Linked DNA regions of Zea mays: region 1 is linked to region 2. A link is a contact called in public Hi-C data. All regions are on one chromosome and are shown on one strand. The core of a region is the stretch at or near the end of the contact, and the rest is flanking DNA. Distances in the headings are between cores, read along the strand shown. Region 1 holds the start of LOC103631075 (B3 domain-containing protein Os06g0107800). Region 2 holds the start of LOC100284304 (60S ribosomal protein L9-like).

The links. Hi-C and Micro-C count contacts between places; a contact is called where the count stands out from the background.
Region 1: a contact with region 2 is called in a Hi-C map of endosperm, with 2.8 times the contacts expected there. The contact joins the promoter of LOC103631075 here to the promoter of LOC100284304 in region 2. A contact is called at or near these places in 2 of 25 Hi-C or Micro-C datasets (endosperm and tassel).

What each region holds. Positions count from the first base shown.
Region 1 is chr6:65,748,870-65,753,195 of Zm-B73-REFERENCE-NAM-5.0, forward strand. It overlaps LOC103631075 (B3 domain-containing protein Os06g0107800), which reads right to left and starts at 2,909. Exons shown (of 1, transcript XM_008652079.2): 1 at 1,921-2,909. The coding sequence starts at 2,779. The coding sequence ends at 2,099.
Region 2 is chr6:65,527,083-65,530,971 of Zm-B73-REFERENCE-NAM-5.0, forward strand. It overlaps LOC100284304 (60S ribosomal protein L9-like), which reads right to left and starts at 2,180. Exons shown (of 3, transcript NM_001374378.1): 1 at 1,724-2,180; 2 at 1,479-1,601; 3 at 552-788. The coding sequence starts at 2,086. The coding sequence ends at 702.

The sequences.
Region 1 (4,326 bases), core at 1,659-4,158, 220 kb after region 2:
GGAGCCCCATGCGAGGGACGACGCTGCCAACCGCCGATGCGTGGTTCTCCTCTGCCTACACAGGTCCATCACCGACGCGACCACCAAGACGTAGCCCACGCGAGCCACCGATCCAGGGGCCGCGTGGTTCTCCTCCGCCTGCACGCACTACATCGGTGGCCGCTGAGATGAATCGAGGAGGAGGAGCAGGGAGCCAATGGCGATGGTGAATGGGGAGGGCTCGTTGGCTACCTCGCATGGAAGATGATGGTAAAGATGCCCCATCTCACAGTTCCTACTGTTCGTACCTGCAATCGACTCTAGATTCAGTTACATGTTTTGTATATTTTTTATTGTTTTTCATGTGTTCAGGGCCACACATTTTGAGGGAGTGGTACTACTAATCTGTTAAGTCACTAACCTTACCAATATATTAGAGATTAGAAATGATGAGATCTAGGTTATCCCAACCGCAAAAGTTTGCCACACAGTTGGCAAGAATTTACAGTATACTTGATATCTTAGTGATGTTTGCTTGTTGGAAGGTACTATCAATTACCACTAATGCTTAGGCCTACGTTTTTTAGCAGAAACTGATGGCAGTTAATTTGAGCATGCTGCTAGGTTGTGAAGCCCTTATTGCAGGAGAGGACAAAAAAGAAGGTTAGAGTTTTAACTAGCTATGGGAGAGATTAACTTCTGATTCTAAAGGTAAATAACTGGAAACATATTCTTTCTCGTTGGCTTCACTTGTCATTTCTGGGTGCAATACAATACTATTAGTATCTTGCACATGTATTCTTCCTTCAGTAAAACAACTGTGGGGCTTAATGTTTGTAGATCATGGACTACTCATCACCCCCCAATTCTGCCACCGGGAAAGCTCTGGATCATAAAAAACATCTACCGACGTCGACAACAACTGCTTCTCCCTTGACCATCCATTCCACAAAGAACTGTACGGTCACATCAAAGAGCAATCATTATTATATTATATCTAACTTGGCGATAGTCTATTGTGGCATATGTAGGTAGAGTGCAAATATCTTTTTTTTGGGAAGAAGTGTCCGAAAGTGATTTATGTCAGACATATTGTGAGTCTAGAATTGTACTTTTTCACTATGTCTCTCTACGGTTGTACACAAAATCATAATCATGTGAGCTCGGAACCATGTTATTCATGTAGAATTGGAGTCCTACTGCTTCAAATAGCCCTGGTAAACAATAGTCTTTATCCGAGTAAGATACTCGACAATGTTGCCAAAAAATTCCTAATGGATGTGAACTAGAGCGCCCGCCAATAGTATGCGTGCGCGCTTGACTATATCCTTGGTAGCTTGTTAAGAAAACATATTTGATTTATCCTCAATTACAAGCATATCTATCTGCTTATTTTGGCCTTCTCCCACTTGGTTCACGATTTTTTTCAGTTCTACTTGTTTCATCCTGTCCCTAATTTAGTGTGCTGGTATTTTGGGTATTATGGGCAGTTAACATATCACTCTTTTTATCCTCTTTTCTGCTATGGTCACATTCAGTTTGGTCCTTGTCAATAGATGTGCTTTTGTTGATACTTATCAATATCGCTAAAAAGAATTAGATTAGTGTATAATTATCGACATGTTTGTCGGTCATTAAAAATTTTATATCGACTCTTTAGAAATAATTTGTGTGATATTGATAACGTTTGTTCTACATCATTTCAATCAATTTATATCGGTATATTTATAATAATATTATATAATTATATCGTCAATATAGTATTAGTGTTACGGTGATATTTTAACATACGGATTTTGTATAATATAGTGATGTTTGTCGTTGCGTATCTGTGTTTCATTAAAAAATTTTACTCCCGCGGTAACGCACGGGCATAAACCTATGATCTATATAATGCAATAAATCCCTGTAATTTGGAATGTAGTATTGTTGAGGGTCAACTAGCGTCGTAGTAATGCTCCAATTAATAATTGGGGATTGGGATTAGGTTCGATGTCCATGATGAAAACACCGGACCGGCGTTCTCGAGTTCATGGTTCATGCATTATACATGCTAGCGATGCTCTACAAGAATCGAATCCAATTCTGTGATGCAAACTAATTAATGTACGTGGCGTCGTCAAAGCTGCAGATCAAGCAGCAGCGGCTCGGTGCGAAGCTCGTCCAGCAGGTTGACGCCGAACAGCCGTAGGCACCGCCCGCGCCGCCGCTGCACCTCGTTGTCATCCTCCTGTTGTGCCGCAGCTGTTTCTTTTTTCATGGCCACCGCCGCCTGCTGGTGCTGGCCGGCCGGGAAGACGACCGTCATCTGCAGCTGGCACATCGGCGGCACGGCGGCGCCAATCGCCGGGGCCGGAAGAACCACCGCGCCCTCTGATCCGCTTCTACGAGTAGTAGTCCTGCGCCGCCGTTGGCAGTCGATGAAGAGCCTGGCGCCGTCGCGGCAGAAGGCGACGGTGTCCCCCGCCGCAAGCCGCTTGTCGCGGACGTAGCGGCTCCAGCCCTTGGTGATGACGTAGCTCTGGCTACTGCTCCAGTATGAATAGCGGAAGCGCCACGCCTCGCCGCCGCGCGCGTCGTCGTGGAAGCACAGCACCATGCCCCGCGACCTGGCCGCCGCGCCGCGCAGCGGCAGGTGGCGCTCCGCGAACTGCTTCGGCACCACCAGCCGGTTCAGCTTGCCCACGTCGCTCGGCGTCACCACCTTCTCGAACATGCGCTCCCGCCTGCTGTGGCTGTGGCTGTAGTCGCCGGCCGCCGACTCCAGCTCCAGCGTGAGCGTTGTCAGGGCCATGTGCATGCAAAGCGGCTGATGATGGATGCAGTGCAGTGGATCGATTCCAGCTATATATCTATCGATCTGCTAGCGAGCTTAGGTAGCTGATGAATCCGCCGCTGCCTGCCTCGTCTGATCAGAATTTATTTATAGCGGGAGGGAAGGGAAGGGATTTGGACGACCTGGGTGGGGGTGCATGGATGGTGACCACCTACCGCTGCGTTGTCTGTCTGTCCGTCTATACCTATAGTTATAGATGACCATTTGACACTAACACGTTAGGCCAGCCCAGGCACGACACGAAAAAGCACGGCCCAGACACGACCCGGCCCGGCTAGTATAGTACTCGTGCCTGGCACGACACGGCTATAATGCCGTGCCTGTACCACTATCTCGACTCGTAGTGGTGGCACGGGCACGATACATATATTAAGTATAAGAATTCAACATAAAACACAATAAAACTATAGCCGCATTGGATAGATAGATGCATTTAAGTTACTTATACACTAGGTTGTGAGTTCAAACCTCCACAACTACACATTTTTTGCTAAATTATATAATATACTTAGATGAGCCACAGTGCCGTGCCTGGGCCGCGGTAGCGGCACGTCGGCCCATCTTGCACGGTACGTTTCATTAGCTGGGCCGTACCGACCATGGGCCTTGCCGGGACCGGGCCGGCCCGGTTGGCCATCTATACCTATAGACCCAATCAGCAGTGACGTGCATGTTGCCTATGAATGAACAAGCAGTTTTTGGCGTAGCTAGTGTACAATATGGATGGCAAACAACCTATCACCACTACCGAAATTTGGATCTTTACCAAGTGCCAAATGATTTGCCGACTGTTTTCTTTGGGGCACTCAACAAATAAGTTCTTTGCCGAGTGCCAAGCAAAAATCCCTCGGTAAAAAAAAGTTTTTTATACTGCTACCCTTAGTTGGTACTCACTCCTTAGCGCTACCCTTATTGTGTGTTTGGTTTGGCTTTTGCCCCCTAAAATCCAAAAGCCAAACCAAAGGGTTGAATCCATGAAGCAACTTTTTCTAAAAACCGACTTTCTCGCAGTGCAAAAATGAAAGCACCCATAGACCTGCTTTTAGTGGCTTTTGGATGAAACTGTGAGAACATATATCGAAGAACTTTTAACGATTTTTAATGGTTTCGACCAAACGGTTTTAGCTTTTTAATAGCTCACAGCCCACAACAGCTTTTCCAACAGCTCACAGCCCACAACAGCTTTTTTCACAGCCACAACCCAACCAAACAGACCCTTAGTTTTGCGCGGTTCTCAGTTGTACCCATCAACACACCGCAGCCATCCAAAATAGCCTCCAACGTCGTTTCCGTCATCACCTTGGATACTTACATGTGGGGCCTTCCCTGTCCTCAACCCAATTGAATAATTCATGTGTCCACTCCTCCACAGCCGCCCTCAGCTCCCTTCGCCACCGATCTAGGCCCTCTGTCGCGCTCGTCCAGAAGGGAGCTCGTCGGCCCCCTCTATGACAAGGGAGCAGCAATCGGTCCGGCCTGCGCTCCGCCCGCCTCTGACGTGTCCGTGCCCC
Region 2 (3,889 bases), core at 930-3,429:
GCTCATGATATTTTAGTGTTACTATTTAAGGATGATGATGATTGATTTGATGTGGGTGAAGAGAACGAAGACGATGTTATTTTTTTTTTTTTTTTGCTTGATGACCTTGATATGGATGATGAAGCCAGAAACAACAGCGGTGGATATGGTGATAAGCAACAAATTAGACAAGGATGAAGTTAGTTATAGATGATTTAGATGATGGTTATTAACATATAATAAAGGGAGACTAGATAACGCTTGTGTGCTTGATTTTGTGAACATTGCATTCCACTCTATTTGCTTTTTTTGTTATGTTTATAGATTTCATTCTATTTTGTTTGCGTTTGTCAACTTACTATTAGTTGAACTTGTGCAGTTGACCAGTTGTAGAGATATCATTTTGCAGAATATTATTATGTGAACAATGTTGATTGTTTGGTATTTAGCTTCATATTATTGTCTGAAACTATAATATATTAATATTTTACTATATTGTTTAAAGCTACGTTTAAACCTTTAACCTTCACCTGTTTTAGTAACCTCGTCGACCAGATCCTTTTAGGAAATGATAAACAAGCTTCATATTCTTAAACAGATACGATAATATTGTAGGATAAGATAATGGTCCACAACACATCCTAACCGATTACAAAGTTCACCTTGAGAAAATTGCAAACCAAACAATAATTCCAACTCAAACGATAACAACTAATTGTCCCTCACTGCTCCTCTTCGATCACACCCTTGTCGCTCACATAGATACCATCCAAAAACTTCCTGATATCCTTCTTCTTGACATGGCATTTCTGTAGAGAAATGGAGAGAAAATGTTCAGTAGCACATCAATCCGCTATAGTAACGTGAATTATATAACAGCAAAATCTGAAAGACAAAGCTAGTAAAAACAAATGATGTACTTGAGATCAAATCAAAGATCAAAACACAAACAAGAACCAAGACATGCCATGTGTAAAATATCATGGCATGAGCAAGAGGTGGTCAGTATTACCAAATACAACCCACAGCGAGCCTATAAAATGCCTACTGACTTGTTGAGAGCACACTAACCATAGACAAAAATTGCTTAACAAATGGATGGACGATGGACATATATCTTTACATATAAGACGGTGCTTGAGTTCTTGTTTGTATTTGATCTTGGCGCACTAGATAATGCCATGTCACCTTAAAAATGTGATATGCCTACATATTTGAAGCCAAAACCACCTGGCTCATTAACATTTAAGGGCAGCCAATATGATTAAACCTCGGCAAGTCGGCATTCCAATCGGAATGCTAAGGTTTAACTATTTGGAATGCTAAGGTTTAACTAACTAAACAGCGGCACTTGCTTCATAGCAGAGCAATTATAAATGCAAGGTTCACGATCTACCACATCAAAGCACACCAGACACTGCATATAGCAGCAGCAACCTCATATGTAATGGTTCATGTGTAATAGTAAGAGATGATGAGCGAAGCAAGCCGGGATTCACCTGGTTGATGAGGGCGGCGGAGCGAGAGACTAACTCGACGTCGTTGCCATCGAGAATAAGCTCGTCCTTGACCTTCTCGGAGCGGAGGATGGTCACGCCGTCAAGCATGTCCACCTTTCTGACCTGATCGACCCCGGGATCACCACCAAGCAGTCAGACAGACACAGGTCAGAACACATCGCAACCTCCCAGATCTGATCTGCTTCGACGCACGCACGAAACAGAGATATGTGTGTAGGGTGTACCTTCTTCTCGCCGAGGAAGTTCCTTATCTCGATGGCGGTGTTGGAGTTGGTGATGGACGCGTTGATGGGGAAATGGGCGTAGACAAACCTCATCTTGTAGCGGTAGCCCTTGGTGACCCCCTTGATGAGGTTCTGGACGTGGGAGATGGCGGTGCGGATGGCGGCCATGGTGCGGCGGGTGCCGAACCATGCGTCCACCTTGAGCTTGCGGCCGCCCTCCTGCAGCTGGAAGTCGAGGTTGAGGTGCTTGAAGTTCCGGGTGAGCTTCCCGCGGGGGCCCTCCACCGTCACCAGCTTGGCCGCCACCGTCACTGTGACGCCCTCCGGGATGTCCATCGTCTCCGACGCCAGGATCGTCTTCATCTTGCCTCCTCCTCGGGGTCGCGGGGCGGGCGGCGGAATGGGGTAGGAGGGTTTGCGAAGGAGCGGCGGCGCGCGGAGGGCGATCCTTTTATATAAAAAAGGGGCGGCCAGGGGTAGGGTTTTGTGGTTTGATCGGTCGATCCCCGCCGTCGGATCGGTGGCTTTAGGGTTGGTTTGCAGTTTGCTGGTCAAGTGGTCAGGTGGGCCTGTAATGCTACTTGGTCACTCGGCTGGGCTTCAGATCACACTTTTGGCAAGGGCGCCCTCTCACTCTCACTCGCTGTACCTTACTCCTTCGAGGTTCACGTCGCGTCACTCATCGCCATCGTGTTCTCGACCGACGACATTCACACACAGCGAGCTCCTGGAAGTAGAGTCGCAGACACACACTGTCAGCACTGCTTCTTCAGTTGGTAGTGTTTGGTTGAGGAGCCAAGTAGAACGGAGCCGTTCCATTCCTGATTCTAGGAACGGAGTCGCTCTGTTCTGTGTTTGGTAATCTGGAACGGAGCGGCTCTGTTTTTTGTTTGGTTGCAGAGTGAACGGAACAGAGCGTGACTGTGAGAGCGGGATGAGAACGGAGCGGCTCCGTCCGGTTGATTTTTTTGGAGCGGAATGGTTCCGGATCTGAGGAGAATATTCCCTAATTGGAGTCATTCCGTTCTAGTTACTTTGTAGCCAAACAGCAACAAAACTAGGACAGAACGGCTCCGTTCTACTTGGCTCTTCAACCAAACACTACCTTGCTGAATCAGAAGCAAGACAGGAGCACGATGATGTGCAAGTTGATAGGCTACGCAGGAGCGGAAGGGTGCGCAAGGCAAACCCGGCTGTGTTCGGCCCACAGTGGGTCACCAATTAAGCCCACCTGTAATAGGAAGATGTGTATTAAGGCTGGTGGCAGTGCGGGCTGCAGCGCGGGCGAGAAGAGGCCGCTGCCGCTCGCGCGCGGGCGAGAGGTGGGCGAGAGGCCGGCGCCGGGCGATGGCGCTCGCGCCCGACGAGAGCGGGCGGTATCGCCTCGCTCTCGCCCGCGCTGGAGCGCCCGCCCGGGCGAGATGCGGGCGAGAGGGAGGCGAGGCACTGGCGGGGCGAGAGCGACGTGGCGCGATCTGATTGGTCCATGTGTCGCGATCCGATTGGTCCACGTGTGCTAGCCGTTGCAACTAGCCGTTTTTGACCGTTTGGAGTCCAAAAAATTCGAAAAAAATGCAAAAAATCACAAATTTCATCCCCAATCCCTCTATATATACCCCTACCCAGGTGGAGCTCATTCTACACACCATTTCATCTCATTTTTCTCTTCCAAACTCCTCTTTCTTCACACAATGTCGGGTTGGTCCCCAGATTTGAACACCTTCACGGATCTCTTGCAGTCCGATGGGTCACCTACAACCCTTCTGTTAGATGAGTCTTCTTCACTACATCGTCGCTCCGATGTTTTAGCCTCACTCCCCCGTGCATTATTTCCGGCTGCACGTCCACCACCATACCCTTATCCCTATCATTTGTATCAATATCCGTTGTCTTCATATAGTCAACCTTCAACTTCTCAAGCCAGAATTCAAGCCTCATTCCCGGTACGTCCGTATGCCCCTCCCCCACCTGCTGCGGACGGAAGTCAAGCTTCTTTCCAGATACCTCCATACGCCCCTCCTCCATATGCTCCACCTCCGTATGGAGTACCTCCTTATGCTCCATATGCTCCACCTCCGTATGGAGCACTTCATCCATATGCTCCACCTACGTATGGAGCACCTCCTCCAGTTGCACCTTTATCTGTTGGATCTGAAAACCAAGCTG